Regions from separate parts of the Mus musculus genome. Here region 1 is linked to region 2. Evidence: chromatin contacts called from public HiChIP or PLAC-seq data. All regions are on one chromosome and are shown on one strand. The core of a region is the stretch at or near the end of the contact, and the rest is flanking DNA. Distances in the headings are between cores, read along the strand shown. Region 1 holds the start of Rbm12b2 (RNA binding motif protein 12 B2). Region 2 holds the start of Trp53inp1 (transformation related protein 53 inducible nuclear protein 1).

What was found. HiChIP or PLAC-seq counts read pairs in DNA pulled down with a chosen protein or histone mark.
Region 1: an H3K27ac HiChIP or PLAC-seq map of microglia shows a contact between it and region 2, with 8 times the contacts expected there. The contact joins the promoter of Rbm12b2 here to the promoter of Trp53inp1 in region 2. A contact is called at or near these places in 2 of 115 datasets of contacts at active chromatin or transcription factors (memory CD8 T cells and microglia) and 1 of 9 other capture datasets (adipose tissue).

What each region holds. Positions count from the first base shown.
Region 1 is chr4:12,087,978-12,093,647 of GRCm38.p6, forward strand. Rbm12b2 (RNA binding motif protein 12 B2) reads left to right here and starts at 1,393. Exons shown (of 4, transcript NM_198957.2): 1 at 1,393-1,546; 2 at 1,686-1,750; 3 at 4,546-4,595; 4 at 5,138-5,670. The coding sequence starts at 5,166. It also overlaps a transcript of Tmem67 not described here.
Region 2 is chr4:11,154,842-11,159,899 of GRCm38.p6, forward strand. It overlaps Trp53inp1 (transformation related protein 53 inducible nuclear protein 1), which reads left to right and starts at 1,600. Exons shown (of 4, transcript NM_021897.4): 1 at 1,600-1,706.

The DNA of each region.
Region 1 (5,670 bases), core at 143-2,642, 930 kb after region 2:
AGCCTCCTCGGTGAGTCCGCTGAGCTGATTGGACAACAGGGTTCAGAAAAAAAAAAAAAAAAAAAAAAAAAAACTCAACCTTGCGACGCCTGGTTGCTAGGTTACCACGCACGCGGGAAACAATGGATCAGACATATGCTAAATAAATTAGGGGCGGTTATTTAAAATGTATTTAAAACTCTGGGACGCAGTCAATTTACCGTGTCAGGAAATACTACTACAGCAATGGAAAATATATGGTTTTAGCACTTAAAAGTGTTTCATGAAAGTGGCAATCACACCTACATGACAGTTTACCCAGGGGATTAATTTTGACAACAAAGGAGGTGCCCTATGTTTTTACTTTTTTTGTTTGTTTTGTTCTGATTTTCGAGACAGGGTTTCTCTGTATAGTCCTGGCTGTCCTGGAACTCACTTTGTAGGCCAGGCTAGCCACGAACTCAGAAATCCCGCCTGCCTCTGCCTCTACAGTGCTGGGATTAAAGGCGTGCACCACCATGCCCGGCTTTGTTTTTACATTATTTAAAAAACACTAAGGGTAGGGATTGTTTCAAGTCCTGAGTTTGAGTTTTAGCAAAGCAATACAAACAGAAACCCTCATTGATTTTATATATAATACCTTTATGACAAAAGTCTAGGAGAAACCTTGCCTACTGAATCTTGATTTCATACTTTCTCTGTATTGTGCATAAAGCACCCTACATATACACCTCATCTCACTTGGTTTGAGAACCAAATTTGGATATACATGAATATTGCCTATTAAAGTGCACAGCCTTGCAGACTGTTAGCGCAACAATGCCTAATAAAAGCCTCATTCTCCCTTTCTCCCCTGTCCCTGGTTCTCCTCCCTCTCCCAGAGGATAACTCTATTTCCCATCCCAATAAACCCCCGACTGGAGAACTGCCACATAGTGTGATTGTTGGGAATTGTCACATACACCTAACAGCACAGTAATAAAAGGTTGAAGGGATGCTTTCTGTAATACATACTTTAGGTAAGGCAGCCCGAAGGCCTGTTGTAAATACAGCTTGCTTTTATCTGCCTATGCAACTGCCCTGTTTTTCTCAGGTTTAACAGAAATCACAGGAGAGGATGGAAAACTCTGCAGCTTTCCACTTCCAAAGCGGTTCATTATGATGAAAAGAAAAAAAAGAAACCTTTTTGATTTGTATATTTTACAATTGCCTCACATCCCCGCCCCCCAGTGGAAGTTTTCAGGGGTGGGTCAGGGGCTCACAGATTGCCTAGAAATAGAGCATGCACAAAACCATACTACACTGCAGAGAACAGCCTTCCTCACTCACACCCGCCAATCACTGTAACCGAAGCAGTACGTCTGCGCACGCGCGTTCAGAGCGCCAAGGGGTGGCTGGTTGGGCCTGGATTGCGCATGAGCAGAGAGACGGTGCATCGGTTTGTCCGGACCGGAGGGGAGTGTGGTCTCCATTTTCTTCCGGCCGTGTTGGGCCTGGTAGGCCGTGCGGAGACTGCGGCGTCGAGGAGCGTCCCTTCTCCGTTTGTGTGGTGTGTGGTGACTGCCCGGTGCGAAGCACTTCTCAGGATGCCGGGCATGGGGCAAGGGAGGGGGTGAGAGCCGGAAGCACGGGCGTGCTGGGCGGGGGGCGAGCGCGGCTGGTGCGGTTAGGGCGGCGCTCGCTGACCCCCGACTTCCTCCTGTCAGCCTCCGTGTGGCGGCGAGTGAGCTTCCTGGGATCTTGACAGCGAAAATCTCGGAGCAGCGCCTAGGTATTTCTTTTCTTTGCCATGTCCACGTTGGTAGCGGCGCGGGAAAGGCCGGTTTTCTCGGGCTGGAGGTGCGCAGAGCGGCGCGGTGAGGTTGGGAGCCAGTCCCCTCGGGCGAGCTGGGGTGGTGCGTTTGCCCTCAGGACCGCGGAGCGCAAAGGAACGCGGGTTGGGCGGTCCTGGTTAATCTGAAAGCCGTCGGGCACCGAGTCTGGGGGCAGTATCAGATCCGACCTAGGATGTTGGCCTGGCGCTAAAAGAAGGAAACTCTGATCGTTGGCTCGGAGCGTGGACTAAGTCGAATCGCAGTCTCCGGAGGATTTCCCCATCGATGATGATGGATAACGGGGGAAGCGTGTGTCCTGTGGAATCGTCTTCACTTAACGGTTCCTGACCCGGAACTATGGCCCTATGTGGTCATGACGCCTTTTTATTTTAAACATCTACATCATAAAAGGCAGATCTTATCAGAGGATATTTGTGGACTGAGGTAGATTTTCTGCAAGGAAAATTCTTATTTAGGATTTTAATGGTTCTTGATACTGGGTAGTAAGAACGTTGGAGGCACATAGTAAAACTTGTCTCTCTTGCCAGGTCTGGAAAATGGCTATGTTCGTTAAAATCAGCTCTTAAGTCCAGCCTACTGATGTCCTCTGCATCATGATTAAAAGATGCACACATAAGATCATTTATTTAAGGTGATCTAAATGGAAGGATGGCTTGGTAAAATTAGCAACGTTGATTAACTTATGTTTATCATTAAATGAAATTTCAAGGATCCCCTCCCTTTTCGTAGCAGTTCAATAGAGGCCTGACAGCAGTGGCATCACTAAACAACAGGGTTATTGTGTTGTTCGATATTTGTGCAATGGCATCCAAAACTAGGACAGGATAATTTGTGCTTTGACTTTGGAGCAGGCTGATGTGTCAGTAGACTTTCTGGAGATTGTAAGGAAATAGTGTATACTTTGAGTCTCTGAGATGTTCTCTTAGACGGTCCTGATTGTGGGCGAATGATACCTTACCCTGCTATGGCAAGGACATGAAAGTTTAAACATTAGCTTTTATTTGACAAATTAGAACAAACTTATGGTCCGTTGGATTGGAATTGAATCACTTCGTGCCTGTGAAACTGCTTAATGAAGAAGATTTTAGTTAAGACAAACAGAAAAGGTGATTATTAAGTCAGGATGTGTTGTGAGAGGCAACTTTAAATTGGTATGTGCTTTTTTCCTTGACTCTCTCAGAATTTATGTATTTGTAGCCGAATTCTTATCCTCGGGGTATATCGCTCTTTTTGGATTTGAAAAAGTTTAAAGACAGACAAGTTGAAATCAGCCAAGTCAGTTTCCCTAGGAGTCTTAGAATTTGGATGTGGACAGGTTTCAAGGAGCCGTTTTTAGTTTTCTTTGAAGGTTGTGAATATTGACTTGTTGAAATCAAACTTACAGGTTTCTTTTCGTTTGTTTGGATCTAGTGTTTGTATGCTTTATATTTTGTACTGCAAAGATTTTAATAACAAAGCTCAATAATTTCCATATGTAGTGTGCTACATACAGTGTAGTTCCATTATTTTACTGATTAACTTTTGGATTAAGCATTTAATCTGTAGACCCTCCCCACCTGTTTGTTAAAGACAGCTTTTCAAACTTGAAGATCAATTTTTATTTGTAAACTAATAGTAGTTACAATGATTTATTTTTCAACTTTAAAAAGATACTTGGTAAATATTGTTTGGTTGTCTGTGAAAGTGCTACTAGTAAGTTTTCCTAGACAATATGAAGCTGAGTTGGTTTTTTTTTTAAATAATAGATATTGGCAATTCCAATATTCAAAACTAGTAAGTCTATATATTTACTTTTCTATATTATTAGTAAGGCTTTCATAATGTAAGTGTGCAGGATAGTTTTTTTTAAAGTGTCTGTTGGTAGAGTTGAACTCAAAGTTGGTACAGTGTGTGTTTTTGTGTATGCCTGAGATAAATTTTAGTAGTCTAGTAGTAAGTCTAGTAGTAAGTGTATGAAATGAGTGACATTGAATATTTTAAGTTTTTCTTTAGGGAAGGTATAGTATTTTCCTTAATTACAACATAATGACATTTATTTCTGTATTGGTAGTATGCAGAACTAAAATTTGGATCCATATGGTAGCCATTGGTTTGGATTTATTGTATAATATTGATAGTTTTGGAACTTTGGTAGTTTTCTTACTATAGTATTTTGAATTGTTGCTTTGTTCAATTTAGTGTTATGTTTTGGAAGGGTGCAGAATGGCATGTGAGTTGGATATAAGTATGAACTACATGTTTGGATCACTGTTAGGTAAAGTGATGTGAGGCTGTTAAAAATACTTGGTCTCAAAACTGATGTTTTACTCCTGAAATAGATTTTAAGTACATGTAAAACTTCAGTATATTAGCATGTGATAAGCTAGGACTTTATTTAATAATAGAATTCAATGGGCTTTGAAATATTTATATGCTCATGTATAGACCACTACTCTCAAACTATCTAATACTTTCTTCATATTCTTTTCAAGCAAGTTCCAACCAAGTAGTATAACTTTGATCACACTTTTCTTTTTTTTCATTGTACCTCCCAATTGTCTGTTCTGGTGTTATAGTTCCTTTTGCCGAAGTATAATCAGTTTCCCTTTAGGACAAAAAAGACTACTTATAATGGCTGTACTTGTGATACCTTATATTGTTTTACTTTAATAGGTAATTCTGAAATGGATATCAGGCATTGAGATTGATTGTAGAGTTCAAAGATTAATTATATTTCATTTTCTTTCCACAGTTAAGTTGCTTTTACAGAATAAACAGGTCTCCAAGAAATAAAAGGCAAAGGTAAGAGATCAGAGTGTAAGGCTTCCACAGTAGTGTGACGAAATCAGATAGATTAGTGGATCCTTGTACTCATTATTCTGTTTTTTACATGGTGACCAGTTGATAAAGTGTTAGGCAGCTGAATATCGGGAGCAGAAGTTGTATTCTGACCGTAGTTGGCTTTTCTGGATATGTAAACTCTATTGTGGTTAGTGAGAGGCAGACTGCATAGGAGTCAGTGCTTCTAAAGGGTCTGAAAGTACTTTTGTCTTGTTGTGAAGTAGCATTTGGCAGACTTACAAAGGAAGATTTGATATTTTGATGATCCTATTGAATAGGGTAGGTGATGTGAAAATATTTAAGGCAGTTGGTTTATTTGTATGTTTATATAGGAGAACATGCATTTGTTTTAAGAGTTAGATAACATCAGGTTTTCTGTGGATTAGTATTTTGTTTTCCATTTATGAATGCTGAAGAAGGCAGGAACCAGGTATTATTAAGCTAGTTTGTGCTAAGGCACTGCAAAATAAGACTTGCTATTATGTGTACCTTTTTGTCTGCAGGTCATTATTGCTGTGGCTTGAGCTCAGCATGGCTGTAGTCATCCGTTTACTGGGGCTTCCTTTTATTGCGGGTCCTGTGGATATCCGTCACTTCTTCAAGGGATTGACTATTCCTGATGGAGGAGTGCATATAATTGGAGGGAAAGTTGGGGAGGCTTTTATAATTTTTGCAACAGATGAAGATGCAAGACGTGCTATAAGTCGCTCAGGAGGGTTTATCAAGGATTCATCTGTAGAGCTTTTTCTTAGTAGCAAGGTAGAAATGCAGAAGACCATAGAAATGAAAAGAACTGCTCGAGTAGGAAGAGGGCGACCAGGATCCGGGGCATCAGGGGTTGGCAACGTGTATCATTTTAGTGATGCTCTGAAGGAAGAAGAAAGTTATTCTGGATATGGCTCTTCGGTTAATCGAGATGCTGGGTTTCATACAAATGGTACAGGACTTGACTTAAGGCCAAGAAAGACCAGGCCATTGAAGGCTGAGAATCCTTACTTATTTCTACGAGGTTTGCCTTACTTAGTAAATGAAGATG
Region 2 (5,058 bases), core at 350-2,849:
ATTTGCCAAAATCTAAAATCCAGACTGAGCACAGATCACCCTTGAAGCATGTATGGTCAAATGATCAACACATACTGATCATTACCTGAGTGTCAGACCAATTCTCTGACTCCCTGCAGAGAGCAGAGGGTCTTGGAGATCAAAACCCATTTCTCCCCTGGAAGGCTCGGTGTTTTAAGTGTTTTTTTGTGGTCTGGAATGGGTTCCCCTCTCCTAATTTGGGGTTGGTAAATTAAACAACAGGGAGCTGATGGGCCCACAGTTTCAGGAAAACATGTCCAGGACTAGCCTGGACCAATCACCAAGAAGAGAACCCCTGCTGACAGGAGAAAAAGCACACAAACAAGGTCTTTGTCTCATGTCAAGAGGACGAGGAAGAAGCCAGATATTTGTCATCTTTATCTATAACCTGTTTCTTTGTCCGCACATCTGTATAGCCCAGCGGTTCTCAACCTTGTTAATGCTGTGACCCTTTAATACAGTTCTCATGTTGTGGTGACCCAAATATAAAAACTGTTTTTGTTACTATTTCATAAGTATAATTTGCTACTGTGAATTGTAAATATCTGTGTTTTCCGATGATGTTTTCTTAGGTGACAAACAGGCTGTGACTCGATGGTCTATCCGAGACCTAGGAGTCTCTTGAGACTACCAAGGCCAGAAGATTACATCTCAGCCCCACAGAATCCATATAACTGACAGGACCAACATGACTCCTGTCACTCCTAGTTAATCCCCCAATGTATGTGCAGTAGAGCTTTGGATTAGACTCTCTTTATAAATGTAGTGTCTCATTTTCTTCTCACTATAAATAGCTGGTGAGGACCTAGGCGTCCTGTGAATGTTTACATTTTGTAAAAAAGGTCATAACCTCCTCAGTTCTTATAAGGCTTTAGATGCAGACCCCTGGGAAGAAACAGAGGTAATTCTTCACTCGGGGTTCCTCTTTTCGGAAGTTAAGGCCCTTTAGGCCGAGTTCTGGCCTCCTCTGCCCGACTTTTGTCTTTCTAGAGCAGACTCTTGGGGGGCAAGACCTGAGAGCTTCCTGTTCAAGTTCATAAGGCAGACTAGGCCCCGGCTTACTGTCTAAGGGGTGAGGAATGAGTGGGACACAGGCATCCCATGTATTTGGGGCCCTGACTTCTTTTAAAACAATGTCCAGCGGTGGGTTGCCTTCAGCATCGCGACTATTGGTTTCTCTCCACACTGACCAGAGGAGCAACTACTATCCCTAACCAGCCCCTCAGCAAAAGGGGGCTGAGTGCCTTGTACCCACACTCTGGGCTCCTCACTCAGCCGAAGCGGCTCCGGGGGTCGGGCTCTTCTCCTCTCGGTCCCGCCGGCTCCCACCACGGCCAGTCCCGGGCCGCTGTTCTTCCCCCTCCTCCCGCTCACCCGGAGTGTTCTCCGGCTCCCGCTTTGTTGCCCGGGCTTGTTTCTGCCCCGGGCGCGCCGCCGGCCCAGTGCCAGGTCACGTGCGTTAGTGACAACCTCTCGCAGGGCGGCCCCGGAGGCCCCCGCGCAGCCGATTGGTCGGCCTGCGGCTGGCGCGGCTCGGGGCGGGGCTGGGAAGCCGATCAGCTGTTCCCAGAGCTGCACAACAACAAAAGGACCCGGACGGGCCGGCGGCGGCCAGGGCAGCGACCGCAGCGCAGGAGCCCGGCCTGCCGCAGCTACCTCAGCACCCGCAGCTCTGCTCGGCTCACGTAAGTGCGGGCTACACAGGCGGGAGGGCGGCGGTTGGTTGCCCGCTCTCTGGCTTTCATGCCGGACTCTCTCCCTGCCGTGACGAGCACGGCGACACCGAGAACCTGCGGGTGACGGGAAACCTGCTCCGTTACCCGGAGACCCGCCCGACCCCTCCTGACCTCGCGCATCACCGAGCCTGCACCTGTGGGGAGAGCACTTCCCGTCGCTTCCGTCCTCATCAGTTTGGTCGCTGGCACTTGGGGTGTGCTAGAGACTGCTGTGGGTTCTAAATACTTCGTTTCAGTCGCGACCGCCCTGCGAGGCCCCAACATTGCTTATTTAAGCGGAGGAAACTTGGAGGCACAGAAAGTAATTTTAAGGCCACACAGCTAACTAAAAGGAAGCGGTGTTTACTATTTGCAGAGGGATTTCACGTGCAATTCCTTCATTTTGCTTCCACTTTCACGGTGTGTTTACTCCGTGTAAAAGTTCAGAGCAGATTAACGGGGAACCCCTTTCCACCTGTTAACTCCTTAAAGACTAAAGGAGTTCCTGGCTGAAAGAGCTCTTTCAGAATGCTGAGTAGTTTTGAGCTTGGGTCTTCGGACCGACATCATTACAAATGCCCCAAGATCTTTCTCCCCCCCCCCCCCCTTTGGTTTTATTCGAGACAGGGTTTCTCTGTATAGCCCTGGTTGTCCTGGAACTCACTTTGTACACCAGGCTGGCCTCGAACTCAGAAATCTGCCTGCTTCTGCCTCCCAAGTGCTGGGATTAAAGGCGTGCACCACCACGCCCGGCTATGCCCCCAAGATCTTAAAAATCACATCTTTGGTGGTGATTGTAAGGTGTGAAAACACTAGGCAGCTTGTACAAGCCTCAGCCACTATAATTTTCAAAGTCCTTGCTGGAAACCATGGCCTACTAATTTTTGTGACCAGTGTCTCTTTTGTTTTTCATCTTGTCTTTTACTCCTTTCTGCTCCCTAGTGTATTTCTCATGGAAACGACTGCTTTCAAAAGTTAAGGTTAACAAAGCAGTGAATTACCAACCTAACCGCTCTCTGTTCACTGTTTTCAGACTTCTGAACAGGATGTGGTAAGTCCTTGTAAATTAGCTAAATAGACAGAGGTGTAAGGAGCACAGGCAACTCTTTTGGCTTGGTATTTTTGTAGTTCAAAATTGATTTTTAAATTACTTGAATCAAAGGTGGCCCATGCCACCAAGTACTAAACAGGTGGCAGTGGGAGAATCAGTTCAAGGCCATCCCTTGTTTCTGACTAAAAGAACAAACCTTTTTATTAGCATCTTTGTTTTTTTGAACTGCTAGGTTCTCTTCTTCCACCATGTATATTCTGGGGATCACACTCAAGCCATCAGGCTTGCCACCATACACGTTGCCATGTTGAGTTATCTTTCTGGCCCATAAGAAATCATTTTTGTTTGTTTGTTTTGTTTTAATTTATTTATTATTATATCCAAGTACACTGTAGCTGTCTTCAGATGCACCAGAAGTGGGCATCAGATCTCATTATGGATGGTTGTGAGCCACCATGTGGTTGCTGGGATTTGAACTCAGGACTTTCAGAAGAGCAGTCGGCACTCTTAACCACTGAGCCAGCTTTCCAGCCCCACAAGTAATCGTTTTAAGGTTGCTTTTCATCAGTATGTTTAGCCAGCTGGTATTTCAAAACTGCATTCATCAAAGTTGTGGGTGCTTTTGTTGTTGTTTTTAATTTTAAAAGATGTTTTTGGAGCCTCCTGCTGGCAGCCAAAGCCACTGAAAAGTGCTAGTCTCTGAAGTTTTTAGAATCAGGCTGGAAGGAGCCTGAGGTCATGTGCAGGGAAAAGCAAGGAAGGCACCAGGTTGAAAGGATTCCTGCCCTACTGCTGCCTCAAGACACCAGCTCACTTGCTGTTGGGCAAGTTATTTTCACTTCATTCTGGAGCTCAGTTTCCTCATCACAGGTCAGAGAAATAAATCTCTCAACTGCCTATCACAAACCATAAGCATTCTGAGATATATGTATATGTACATATATATGTATATATATATATATATGTACACACACACACACACACACACACACACACACACACATATATATCCTTCAAAGAAAAAAATATATAACTAATTCCCACATGTGGTAGAAGGACCAAGTTTCCAAAATCAACAGTTAAGTCCACACCATCTTTCCCTGGGTATGTATCTCAAAACTGAGAAAAGTGCCTGCTGGGTGGTGGTGGCCCATGCTTTTAATCCCAGCACTAAAAAGGCAGGCAGATCTCTCAGGAGTTTGTGGCCAGTCTGATCTACAGAGTGACTTCCAGGACAGCTAAAGCTACACAGAGAAACTGTCTCAAAACAAAAACAAAAACCAAACCAAGAAAGGCATACCAGCAAGATCTTACAAAGTAATCACTCCACTGTAAGTTCTCAAAGGAGAATGTTTTACCCACAAGTAAACTCAGCTACTTTCTCTGTCCACAAAATATTTTACTCATATGTGATAAACAAGATAAAATGTTAAATTTTAGGTATGACTTTTAAAAAATTATGCCTATAAGAAAACCAAAAAACAAAGAACAAAGGAAAATGGGCCAGATGCTAACAATGATTAGACAGAGTGGTAGAACAGAATCAATTCATCTTCATGTTCTCAACTTATTATGACTTACTTTTGTTCATCTTGGAGATTAAAAAGAAGATAGCATGTATTTTTGTAATGCAGGATAGATATTTTATATTTTTGGTTGTGAGCCTAGCCTTTAACGGCTGAGCCATCTCTCCAGCCCAATAGAGATATTTTAAAGCAAGCAAACAGTAATGGGTAACACTTCTTGGGTAGATGATCAATGACCATATGGGCAAACTCTGAAGCCTTGCTGCTCCTCTTGGTTTCTACAAAGAACCTGCTCCCCTCTTGGAGCTACCATCTCTGGGGAGGTGCCAAAAGGAATAGTGGCTATTAGAAGGGTCATTTTCTGGGTCATCTGTGGAAGGACAGGGTATTCAAGTTTAGGATGAGTTTTAAAAGATGTTTAATTTTTATCTCCCCCCCCCCACACACATGTACAGAGAGACTAGATAGATGAGAGAACATGCATGTAGGTACTTGCAGAGGCCAGAAGAGGGCATGAGATCCTTTGGAGCTGGAGTTAGAGGCAGTTGTGAACCACCCGTGGGGATGGGCATCAAACTCTAGACCTTTTGCAGGAAAGCAAACACTCTTAACTGCTTAACTATCTCTTCAGCCCCTAGGATTTTTTTTTTAAAAACACAACAGCACTATCTTATGTGGATGCTTAAATTTTCAGTACTTATGTTAACTACCAAAAACATCATTACAATGACATGTAATTGATATA